Regions from separate parts of the Mus musculus genome. Here all the other regions are linked to region 3. The links are chromatin contacts, called in public Hi-C maps. All regions are on one chromosome and are shown on one strand. The core of a region is the stretch at or near the end of the contact, and the rest is flanking DNA. Distances in the headings are between cores, read along the strand shown. Region 1 has its middle 310 kb from the start of 5031426D15Rik. Region 2 has its middle 470 kb from the start of 5031426D15Rik. Region 3 has its middle 400 kb from the start of Gm30904.

Evidence for each region. Hi-C and Micro-C count contacts between places; a contact is called where the count stands out from the background.
Region 1: a contact with region 3 is called in a Hi-C map of cortical neurons, with 3 times the contacts expected there. The contact joins two enhancer-like sites. A contact is called at or near these places in 3 of 484 Hi-C or Micro-C datasets (cerebral cortex and cortical neurons).
Region 2: a Hi-C map of cortical neurons shows a contact between it and region 3, with 2.2 times the contacts expected there. The contact joins two enhancer-like sites. A contact is called at or near these places in 4 of 484 Hi-C or Micro-C datasets (cerebral cortex, cortical neurons and forebrain) and 1 of 9 other capture datasets (macrophages).

The regions. Positions count from the first base shown.
Region 1 is chr2:7,231,823-7,236,333 of GRCm38.p6, reverse strand. It overlaps a transcript of Celf2 not described here. Among named protein-coding and RNA genes, the nearest start is that of 5031426D15Rik, 310 kb to the right of the region's middle. Within about 2 kb of position 1,518, at least 21 of the 459 cell types and tissues checked have an H3K27ac peak or open chromatin away from gene starts, as enhancers often do. A contact at or near this core is called in cerebral cortex and cortical neurons, where this site is marked.
Region 2 is chr2:7,397,855-7,402,013 of GRCm38.p6, reverse strand. No RefSeq gene overlaps it. Among named protein-coding and RNA genes, the nearest start is that of 5031426D15Rik, 470 kb to the right of the region's middle. Within about 2 kb of position 1,268, at least 9 of the 459 cell types and tissues checked have an H3K27ac peak or open chromatin away from gene starts, as enhancers often do. A contact at or near this core is called in cortical neurons, where this site is marked.
Region 3 is chr2:7,943,266-7,947,326 of GRCm38.p6, reverse strand. No RefSeq gene overlaps it. Among named protein-coding and RNA genes, the nearest start is that of Gm30904, 400 kb to the left of the region's middle. Within about 2 kb of position 2,121, at least 7 of the 459 cell types and tissues checked have an H3K27ac peak or open chromatin away from gene starts, as enhancers often do. A contact at or near this core is called in cerebral cortex and cortical neurons, where this site is marked.

The sequences.
Region 1 (4,511 bases), core at 269-2,768, 710 kb after region 3:
AAACCACGCTGCTGTTACTGAGAACTCTCTTCAGCATGATTGAGTAAATTGTCCCACGGGCTTTAAATTGCTCTAGATCTGGAACACCTAGGAGAACCTACCAATTGATTTTGACCTCTTTTTAAAATTTCACCTTCTTAAATTTAATTCACACTCTCTTTATATCATTTGGGATAAATATCTTTCTATGCCTTCTGCTACATAAACTGTACATTGTTATTACTCTAACTGTGTTCTCTGTGGATTGCTTAGATACTTTAAGCAATACTTTAAGAGTAGCCATTCTTGCTTATAAAAGGAACAGTGTGTGTGTTTGAAGTTAACTGCTTTCCAGGGAGAATGTTGGAAAGACTCATGTCCTCCATATTGGAAAATGAATTGAAGGTACATGGTTTAGAAATCTGGATACTGCAAAAGATGCCTTAACATTCACCAGGTCTTTGCTTAAGCAAGCCATTAGGAAGCACAACTGAGGAAGAAAAATTGCCTTCCATAAGACTGTTAAACAAGAACATTAGTCGTTTCATCCCTCAAAGAGTTTTAGTTGACTATTCACTACTGATGAATCCTACTTACTATATTATTCAATGTGCTCTCATTTTATAAGTTAGATGATAAAGGAATAACAGAATAATTATATGCCAACCAAGATACTCCATCTGCCTTTGTTTGTTCTTTTTCTCCTAGCCCATCGCCCACTTTCCCCAAATGCTTCCTCTAATGCAGTAATTTTGCTTTAGCACAGACCTATGATTTTAATCAGTCCATCTGTGTCATTCTGTGTGGGGGAAGGAATTGAATAATCTGTGCTTGTTCAGTTCACATCTTCAGTGTGAGGGTGTATCCACAAACACACAGCGCCTTACAGAAGCACACTGAGCAATTGCAAAGACAGTCCCAGCATCCTCAGTCTTCACCAACTTGGTCTTTTTTTTTTTCTTTCATTATGTTAGATATTAGACCAGAAGTAGTATGCCATCTGGGTAGAAAATAACCCTGATATACCCACCATCTTGATTGACGCATACTAGGGTCTCTAAGCAATGGTGACTGGTCCCCTAACTGTAAAGAGTCAGAAGCCAAACACGTGGAGCCCCTTTCCTCATTATAGTGACAGGACTCAAGTGACTAGTCAAAACCAGATCTTCTGTAGTAATTAAAGTAGGGCTTCATTAAGAAGTCAAATTTGAACAAGGGCAAGTGTGGAACCTGTTAATAACATCAGAAGGTCTTATGGGTTAGGTGACAGATTAACAAGGATGGGCTAGATGGCATGGGGGGTGAATTAACTAATATCTGCTAGTGGTTACAGCAAATTCAACACCTTAGAATTATTGACTATGAAACTGCAGAAAATATAACTGCAGGTAGACCAGGCAAAGGTGAAAATTCTAACTAAGATTTCAAACAGATGGCTCCCACTTTCCCCATACCTCTCATTCTCTGCACTTGTGAAGGAGCTGTGGAGTTCACAAAGTGTACATTTTTGTGCCTCATTAGATAAAATGTGATGTCACAGAGTGACAGTTGCCAGGGGAGCTCTAATTTGGAACTGCCAACGTTAGACACCCTACGACTCGCGACCGTGGTACCGCATTGAACTTTTCTCACTGAATGTCTTTTAGAAAGAGAGAGAAAACAGCTGTGAACATCCATTCAAATACCTACTCATCATGTTTTATTCCTATGAGTAATCACTTTCAGGTTCAGCCTGACATTTGGAACTTTTTTTTTTTTTTCTAAACGGAAGACTTTAAATTAGCACAGACACCTTTTCTCATTAGAAACAGAGCCAAACTCTTGGTGAGCTTGAGCAAGCAGGATGATAGCTAAAGAAAACACTCATCACAACATGTGATTGCATTTTGAAATTGTCCTTTGGACCTGGTGGTCTTTATATACAGAAGTGACTCAAAGGGCTCAGGACTCATTCATTGTGCTGGTTAGTTCTGTGTCAGACGAACACAAATAGAGAGTCAGGTTGGAAGATGGAGCCTACATTGAGAAAACACCTTCATCATATTTGGCTGTAGACAAGATCCTTGAGGGTATTTTCTTCTGACTTAATAATTGATTTGAGGAGGTCCAGCCTACTGTGGGCAGTGCCTTTCATGGGCTTGGGCATGATAAAAATGCAATCCTGGCACGCTGTGAGAAACAATTAGGTAAGGAATGTTCCTTAGAGCCCTCTGCTCCAGTTCCTGCCTCTAGCTTCTTGCCTTGACTTCTTGCTTAGACTTCCCTCTATAATGGACTGTGACAACTGGGAAATAGATGCTGAAATATACCCTTTTATCCCCAAGATGCTTTTAGTCATGGTGTTTATCACAGCAACAGAAAGCACACTAGGACTTTTGCCATCCCTGTTCCCAAAATCTTACCTCAAAGCTGTTACCAGAGGCCATGGCACTTAGAAATGTTCCCTTAAAAAATTCTAGAAGCTCTCCAAAAGCAAGGAAAAATAGCATTGATGCCAGCACCAGCCATTCTGATGGTAAATAGCTTAAAGCATCACAATATACTTACATATACTTAAGATGTTAAAACACTGGCAGGAAAATATGTTTTGAAGAAAATTTGGAACTGTAGGATTCGGGGATGTAAGCAGAGATGTTGGTGACTCACTCCCCATCCTTTTCCTTTTTGGAAGAATATCCACATTTAACTTTCAGGCCCTCCTCAAGGTTTTCAGTATGGCACAGGTGGAATTCTTCCACTAGTGGGAGAGTACTAGTCTGTAACATAGAATAATGAAAAATGGGGAGAGTGTTGAGCAAAATTTCTAAATTCTGGCCAAACCTCTGATGCAGTGTAAGTGAGAAGCAGTGGGTGGGGACCTGCATCCCTTCCTAGGAGTGAAAGGCTGTGCTGCACATTTTAGAATCGCAGTTTACTTGAAGCATGGAAAGATACTGACAAAACATATTTGCTGGTGTTGTCATGAGAAGCCGCAGGGATTACGGTGAGATGCTTTGCACCAACCGTGCTTCCCATACAAGTAGCCTTCCTGTTTGTTGTTTTTGTCCCAGCAAGGCTTCCTTCCCCAGGCTCCTATCTTTGCTCTCAGGTGCCACAGATGTTTAGGCAGGCTTCATTCTCAAAGCTAAACAAAAATTAAAGAAATTAATATTTTAGACTCTACTCAAGACTAATATGAACCAAAATTTCTGCCATATGGAGCAAAGGACATGGTACCTTTTCCCTACCTAGAGATGTCAATATGGATGCTGACAGGTAGAGGATAAAATGGGTTTTATATCCCTCTACTCCCTTTTAAGTGGCTTCTACCTGACTCCTCCAGCAGTTCTGGTGCTGTTCACAGCCAAAGATATCTAGAAGCTTCACCTTGTAGATTATGTGAGCACAATTCCATTTTTAACATCTTCTGAAAGAATGAAGTTATGATGTCTTAAAGATAACCTTGACTTAGCAGGAAAGGTGAGAAAGAATACAATGTCCTGTCATTTGACCACATGATAAGGCTCGTCAATGAGCTTCCACATGTCATCTTTCAGAACTCTGGGACAATTGGTAGTGAGCATGAACTCTCTTGGAAAAAACTCCTTATATGCATGTGTGTTTTCTCTGCTCTCCTTGAGAAATTACTCTGTTCCTTTTCTAGATAATACAAAACACTAATATAAAACTCAACAGGTAGAAAATAGCCATTTTTCCTAACCTTTTGACCTAGTCTCTCCATTTCTGTCCCAACCCTAGAGGCAGTCATTATTATCAAGGCTATAAGACAGTCTTCTAAAATAATAATGACATACAAGTATACAACACACACACACACCAATATCACTATAAGATACATATTTTTCAGTACCTGGTTTTGATTTTTTTTACTCAAAATATACCTTATACCTTATTCATTATTAGTGCATACATAGATGTCTCAGTCTTTATAAATATTGTATAAAATTGTATGGCTTACTATACTTAAATTCTCACTTGTATCATGCCTTGTATATAAAAAAGCTAGAAAAAGCTTACCCACCTACTGTGGATTTACATGTTAACAGAAGATATGAAGCCCCTATGACACCATGTCTTCCTGTCTAGGAACATGGTATGCCTGTCTCTATGTTTTTCTTCTGAGTTCTTTCATAATGCTTCAAATTTTTATTATATTTGTTATTCATTTCCTATTGGCCTAATAAATGGTCTTCCATCATAACTTCACATATATTGATAACAATATAAAATCTGTTTTATAAATCAGATTTTCACCAAACAACTTCATGAATTATACTTTATATAATCGTTTTCAGTTGAGTTGATTTTCTCAGCCTTTTGAGTAAATAACACATTAATATGAAACTTCTACTTTTTAAACATCATTACTTATTTGTGTGTTTGTAAACCCATCAGTGTGCAGATGTGCCACAGCATGTATCTATGGAGGTCAAAAAACAATTTGCCAGGCTCAGTGAGTTTGTGGATCCTCGATTGAAATAATTATGTTGGAAGACAGCAGGCACCCTTACCCACTGACTCACGTCTTTGGC
Region 2 (4,159 bases), core at 19-2,518, 540 kb after region 3:
TTCCTTGTGAAGTACCCTAAGGTGTTTTGAACAGAACAACATTTTTCCAGGTTGATATGTTATTAAAATAAGTCTCGCCAATTCAACTTCTTTGGTTGTGGACAGATTTTTCTCCCAATAACATATGCTATATGTCTGGTTCACCCAGGTCACTGGCTCTTCTTTGCATCTGTGGTAAACAAACAAATAAACAAACCAAAAGCCAAAACTCCCACCAACTTCTTAGAAATTTAGATGTGACATATATCCTCAGATTTTTATTGGCATGTTCATTTAAGCGCAGCATGCCTACATTTTGACTGAATTACTTATAATAAATAAATAAGTACATTTTCTGTAACAGCAGGTTTGTCTATTTTTACAGCAGTAATCAAGGAAGGGTCCTGTTTTGCTTTAGTTTGTTCTTTTTTCCTCCCCAGAATGAAAATTCTAGAAACTTGTATCCTGATGTAGTTAGCAGAGTAGAAGAGAAGAGTTTAGTCAGCATTAGTGATTTTGAGTTTTTGTCTAAATAGTCAAATATTTAGGGTTCTCTGTCTTCTGAAAAAAAAAAAAAAACACTGTGAAAGCTACTAACTAGATGACAAACATAACTGAGAGTCATGGTCAGCTATACCTGAAATCCCCACTTGTTGAGGTGACTTTAAATTAAAAGAAACTTAAATTTCTTTTAAAAAAAGGGGGGGGGGCATTTTCAAGACTCAAAAATAATCTTATTCAGCCATTGTTCCCTCTGATTTTCTTTATTGGTTTGGAAAAATTAAATATAATAGTCTACTTTGGTCACTAAATAGAGAGAATTTTAAGGTCTCTGGTAGATCCTGAAAGCAAAGAGGATGTTGAAACTTATAGAATTATGGATTTTCCTATACACACATCCCTAGCATAAAATTAGTTAATAAAAGAGGACAGAGAAAGAGTTTAATCATGCCTAGTAGTAAGATAGAACAATTATAGTAATTACTATAATAAAAACTATTTTAACCATTTGAATTGTTAATTTCCGGAATTTTTGATTTAATATCTTTAGATCATTGTTGACTGTGATTTACTGATATTCCCCAAATCAAGCTATATATAAGGGAGAGTAGGTTATGTCAGTTCTGGTAAGTGTAGAAAATCATGGCTTAGGCGAAATCACTTTGCCCTAAAAAGCAATTTCTTAGGAACAGCTTGAAAAGAAATTCTGAGTTTTGGACTGAAGTGCTACATTCCTTTGCTAAAGTTCCAAAATAGCACATCTTTATATTCAGCCTTACTAACAATATCAGGAAGCAGAAGCTGAGTGGAGCAGAAGCACGCTTCCGAGCATCTGCTGGATGGGAGGGGTAGCCTTCCTTTTCAATCAGTGGATTAAGATTCTACTTTAAGGAAATTCATAACCCACAGCTAAGAGTCAAGTCCTGAAACCAGGACAGACTATGGTTGGTTCAGACCAGTATTGATGACTGCTTCACACACTATCTGAAACACTGTGAGTGTTTAAAGAGAATGACTAGAAAAACAACTTGGTGCTATCAAATAAATGAGCTTGACAACTACAACTAGAATAAACAACAATAACAAAAAAAGAATGTTGGGGGTGTACCCCATTCCTGATTACTTAGACACAAAAGAAACAATTCCTCAGCCACACAAGAGGCAATAAAATTTCTCCTTTAAAATGATACAAACAGCCCCTGCCACACTGGACACCATACACTTACCTATTATTTCATATACACTTAGAATCATCTCTTTTGTGTGAATTTGTTTTTGTCCAGTATTCTAAGTGAAATTCCAGTGGCCAGTTTTACCAGATACTGAACATTTCTATAAGCCGTTTTGTACTTTGTTTCTGTTTTCAGTCTGACAGCTTACAATGTCCTCTCCTTGTGTCTTGTGTATCTAGATATTAATAAAATGCTATGACACCCCATGCATCACATACAGCCAACAACAGGGACACAAAGATTACTCATTCAGGCCACATGCACATGGGGTACCTTTTACTTTACAATTAAATTTAATCTGAAGGCAGTTTGCTTTCAGCCTGTTTCCATCTCTGTGTGATTATGGCTGCAGGAGGAAATGACCTATGGACGTTTATCAGTCTAGGTGTCTCTGTTCTATTCTAGACCAAATATCAGTTTTCCTTTTGATTTCTTTATAGCCTAAATCACTTAGAGTGAAATTGTCTGCAATACTCTTTCTACCTAGTCTAAAAAAATCCACTTGTAAAAATCACCAGAGAATCAGAAGTTTGGTGTTTATATGTGTCTACCTGTGTTCAAAAATCATATATTTTCATAAATTAATAAAACTGATCTATAACCATGAAGATGTGGTTTTAAAAAACATGAGTCCAAATAATAGACTATTTTTATGTCAAGACTGAGATGAATATGTCCATGCTATATCGTTTATAGGGTTTAATTATGATAGCTTAGTGGTACATGAACATGAAGACTTTCTCTGTCTTCTACTGAAGGAAAAATGTATTAGTGACTATTATCATTAAGACATAATATCATGCATTAGGCAGTACTCCAAGGTCCAAAAGGCCCAACAATAGAACTGCTCTTCTTATTTCCCTCATTGATGCTGAGTGCCTTTGGGAATGAACATTTAAATAATGTTTGACTTTGAAATAGGTTCTCACTGCGTAGCCCTACTTGCCTTCAAGTCATTATGTTGTTCAGGCTTCTTTTGAACTCATGATCTTCCTTTTGGGGAATATAGGCATCCACTACCACGCACAACTTTAAAGAATTTTCTTTAAAATACATCCAGGCCAGATGTGGTTCCACAAACCTGTAATACCAGCACGTGGGAGGCAGAAGTAGGAAGATCAATAGTCAAGGCCATACTCAACTATACGGCCAGTTCAAGACCAACCTGGAATACATTAGAACTCCTTATCTAAAAAACAAGCAAACAAAGCAACATCTGCCTGAAAGCTAGATATTCCTTTAATCTAAACACTCCAAAAGCTGAAGTTTGACTCTCAGCAGTTAGAGACACCCTAGGCTACACTGATATCTTTCTCAAGAACCAAGAGTGATATGGAAGTCTAATAGATTTCCAACAAGCTTCTTTGGTGTTTAAGACACATTTCTATGATTTTTTTTAGCCCCATTGATGTCTTTCACCACCCACAATTCCCTAATTCAGTAGGAATTTATTTTTGAAATAGATAGGTTTTCAGCAGGGCTACATAAAATGCAATATATTTTTAAATCTCACCCCTACAGCATCTAGTGACGACTTCAGAAGTGACAGGATAAATACCTACTAGAATTATATTTTATGATTTTTCTAAGACCAAGAGAACCTTATCGCAACAGAAATGTTCATTCTTTAAACGTCAGTGTCAGGACTTTTTAAGATTAATATACAAATAATCAATATACAAATAAATGACCTTGGTAATATTATTTACTAGGATCATTACTTTTGTCTTTATTTAAAAGAAAAATATTCAGGACATATATCAACATCTGTTACCATATGTATGGTATGCACAAATCACCTAAAATGGTCTAAATATATGATTCTTCGCATTTATACAAAGTAATTAATATTAGCATAGTGGCCATAAATACTTAAATGCTTATTTTAAAAATTCTGATTTTAAAAATTCAGACACCGATTTTTAAAATTCTTGCTCTTTTTTCACTTCTATCTGTGTTTTTCCCTTTTCTAAAAGTTTCTGTGGTTTGGTTTGTTTTGTTTCTTAATGGGGGGAATTAAACAAAAGCCACTGGGAATTATAGAATGCTTCAAGGAAATAAAATCATGCTTCAGTGAACTGTTTTGAAAGAAAAATCTACACCTAACACTTCCAATCCAAAGTATGGCTTAGTTTTATTACATTTTGTACTGCTAAAATGTCCCACAATTAGCACATTGGTGGAATTTACCATTATTTTATTATAGCTTATTGCCTAACTCCCTGGGAAGTAAACAAGGCTTCTGGTATACTTGACCTGTCCTACTTCTCTATTTCATCAGGCTGGGCAAAGGCATTAACCAGGAACAATATTAGAAGAAATAACCCTGAGTAAGGTATATATATACATATATACATATATATATACATATATGCATGCATATATATATTTATATATATAATATAAAGGTGGTTCTTCTCGTTCCTTCCTCAGTCTTCTCCACTTTT
Region 3 (4,061 bases), core at 872-3,371:
CCAAATGAACCCCATTATTCTGTAAAAGGAACTTATGCTCTTTCCAAAGAAGGGTTTCCTGTTCTCTGAGTAACAACATCACGTTCCTGTTCTCCCCACACCATGGAAAGAGCCAGGCATTAAAGTGCAGCTATGGTGTAATGTCCACACCAACATGGACAATTCTAGAAAGCACTATGTGAACAAAAAGCAAGTTCCATAGATAAACAGATATAAACAAACATTCTCTTCTGTAAAAGGATGGGAACAGAAGCTGAGAACAGGCTAAAGAGAAACTGCTCTCATATCTTCTTTGGTATACTAGGTGTATGCATGTAATGTAGTTGTCAAAATTCATTGCTTTGTACAATTTATTGCATGAAAGTGACACTTAAAAAGGGGGATCTTAAAAACCCAAACAAAAGCAAAATGAAATAAAAGCAGTTATAGGCTGATATGAGCAGCCTCTCCCAATAGTCCATGATGCTGATCATAACACCCCAGCTTTCTTCATTCTTCACTCATAGACTGTGATTCTTCTTCTAACATCTGATTGGCACAGAAGGACATTGTTCTTCAGTTAAATGCAATTTACAATGGCAATCAGATATCCATCCGATGTAATCTTTTAATCTGAACTAAAATCTGCTAAGGTCCATGCTTCCAAGTTCCTTGACAAAAAAGGCAGTCACATGACATGTACTTTTGTTGTTCAAGGGTGATCAATAAACCAACATGTATTCACTGCTTCTATGACTTAGTCTGAACTTATGACTCTAGCTTGGGAGTTTTTCTGACTGAATACTTTTCAGCCTGACAAGTGCCATCACTGCTGTCTTTGTCTGGTCCTGCACTCTGAAACTTACGAATGGAAATTAAATGAGAGAAGAGCCAAGCACGTGGAGGGACTGGAGCACAAGACATTTCCAAGGGTGGCATGATCAAGATCTCACTCCATGTAGATGGGGTAGGGTAAGAATGACTCCAATACCTGCATTCCTCCTCACCATTCCACACACTCTGTCCTACTATTGCATTGAGAACTGAATGCCACATCCTCCTTCTTCAACTAGAATTAGCTCTACAGAGAGTTCACTTCAGACCACTACCAATAGCTTTTATTTGGTGTGCATCACCCAGAAATAGATTGGGGTTGTAGGATTTCTTTGTTATAAGTGCATTGTGACTGCCCTTCTCATCCCATCCCTCTGTGACAGACTCTCAACCTTTTCACAAGTGGCATTTTGAGAGAGATGGATAATTCCCTGTTATGCATAACTGCCCTGTACTGGCTAGATTTTGTGTCAACTTGACACAGCTGGAGTTATCACAGAGAAAGGAGCTTCAGTTGAGGAAATGCCTCCATGAGATCCAGCTGTAAGGCATTTTCTCAATTAGTGATCAAGGGGGAAAGGCCCCTTGTGGGTGGGACCATCTCTGGGCTGGTAATCTTGGTTCTATAAGAGAGCAGGCTGAGCAAGCCAGGGGAGGCAAGCCAGTAAAGAACATCCCTCCATGGCCTCTGCATCAGCTCCTGCTTCCTGATCTGCTTGAGTTCCAGTCCTGCATCCTTTGATGATCAACAGCAGTATGGAAATGTAAGCCGAATACACCCTTTCCTCCCCAACTAGCTTCTTGGTCATGATGTTTGTGCAGGAGTAGAAACCCTGACTAAGACATGCCCTTTGTACTGAAGGCTGTTTAACATCTTCTCTGTCCTCTACTCACTAGACACCTGGAACGCCTTACTTCCTGCCATGGAACTGCAACTGCAAATGCCGAGAAAAATATCCTGGAAGGAAACCCACCTACAGCCAATAATACCACTGTGTGAAGAGGAGGCTTGATGACTCTGGGTCCCAATTCCATTCTGATACTACTGCCTGGTGGCAGGAGAGGGGATATAAAGGCCACAGAGAGAAGCAGCTCTGCCTAGAACAAGAACTTGCAATAACTTGAACCCAAAGAAACTTTCCTTGAAAGCTTACAAATTCTCAGTGCATATTCAAGGAATTCATTTCTCTTTTCATTTCACACAGACTGATTGGGAACCAGCAGCTGTGGTGAGTGCTGCGCTCAGCTAAGGTACACATCGCTGGGTTGTCAGGTTACAGAACTGTCAGGTGGCTCAGGATAGGGCCTGGTGCCATTGCCTGGGCAGGCATCATCAACAGTGAGTCAAGGATATGGAAGCACTGACAGTAACCAGGAGGTAGAGGGAGCTGGAAGCAAGTTTCTTTGACACTTCAAAATAAGAGTGGCTGCTGGTCTCTCAGGCTGGGCTCTGGTCCCAAAGCAAGCTTTGATCAGCTGCAGGGATAATGCAGGGTAGAGGCAATGGGAGGAAAGGAACAGAAGTTATCTGCACTGATTGTGGAACATGAATGACTGGGCTTTCTAGGGCGCAGGAGAGAAATTCTTGAAGAGACGGGAAGTTACATAAGTAACTACAGGGAGATGGAAAGACAAACTCTAGGCTTTTACTTAACAATAACTCACATAAGGGGCTGGAGAGATACTTCACTGCCTTGCAGTTACAGAAGATCTGAGTACAGCTTCTAGGACCTACAGAAGTGGTTCATAACCGCCTGTAACTCCAGGAAAAAGATGCTTTATTGTCTTTCGTGGGTCTTGTACCCATTGGCAGGCGCGCGCGCGCACGCACACACACACACAATCACACTAGCACCAACACTACCACCACTAACAACGAAAACCCATCTTAACCTAGAAGCTTTTTAGAAAAAAGAAAAGCCTGTTTTAATTTGAAACCACAGTTTAGTAAGAACTAGAAAAATACAGTGTAATATGCAAATCAGCAAACTCCAATTTAAAATAAGTATTTTTTGTGCTGTAGATGCTACACATATAAATTCACAGAAGTTAGAACTGTTTCCAAAAAATAAAAAATAAAATAAATAAATCCCAGAAAAAAACTTTATTCATTCCACTATACCTTGTTCCCGTGAAAAAGAAAAAAAATATCAAAATTGATTAGTAAGTCATGGTTTTATGTCTTTCCTCATTTAATAAATTTATTCTAAAATGGACTCATGGCCTTATCACTGCCTGTTTGAAGTTCACTTGGTCCTTTGAAGGCAAAATGCAATTATTTATCAGTGATTAGGTTATTCATGAGGCTTGGCATGGCTTAATTTATAATTAAAGTATAATGGGCTCACACATGGAATGTTAAGATTTTTCTTAGCACTCAGTCTATTTTAAACTGAAGTGTTCAGATATATTAGGAGGATCACAGCTAATCAACCTTCCTTGCCATACGGTGTCAGCTGAATAGGTACTAAGTGGAAGCCCACAAACATATTGTAAATGCAGTGTAGAGGTACAAACGGTGTCCATCTTTTGCACAGTATCTTGGCCACAACTGTTATTTCTTCTGTGTTGCTAAAGTTCATTAAAACAAAAGTAAGGTAGTAATTAGGACATAAAAATACAAAGTCAAAGAAGAAGAAATTAAAGCAGGGATCTGAATGTAGTGATTTGTAATTAGTAAACACGGTGGGAAAATGTTGATAGCTTTGGTGGAGACACCGTAACCTGGACAGTTACAGAAGTGGATAACAAGAGGTGAATCCATTTTCAATAGAGCTCCCTAAATACTTGGAAATTTAAGATTGGCTTTATACTGCAACAGTAAGCCAGAGAATGAAGTGGAAGGTTGAAAAAGAGAGAGAGCATGATTAGACCAGAGAGCTATAAAGCTCACAAGGAGAACAGCTCGTCTTGACAAAGGCAGAGTACCTGATTACCAAAGAAATTAATCCACATCAGCAAGAACCTTTTGTCTTTTAGCAATTGTGATATATTCTTTTTTCTTTTGTTTTTATTGGATATTTTCTTTATTTACACTTCAAATGTTATCCCCTTTCCTGGTTTCTCCTCTGAAAACCCCTTCCCCCATCCCATGCCCCCTCCCTCTGCTCACCAACTCACCCACTCCCATTTCCTGGCCCTGGCATTCCCCGACACAGGGGCATAGAACCTTCACAGGACCAAGGGCCTCTCCTCCCATTGATGTCCAATTAGGCCATCCTCTGCCACATATGAGGCTGGAGCGATGA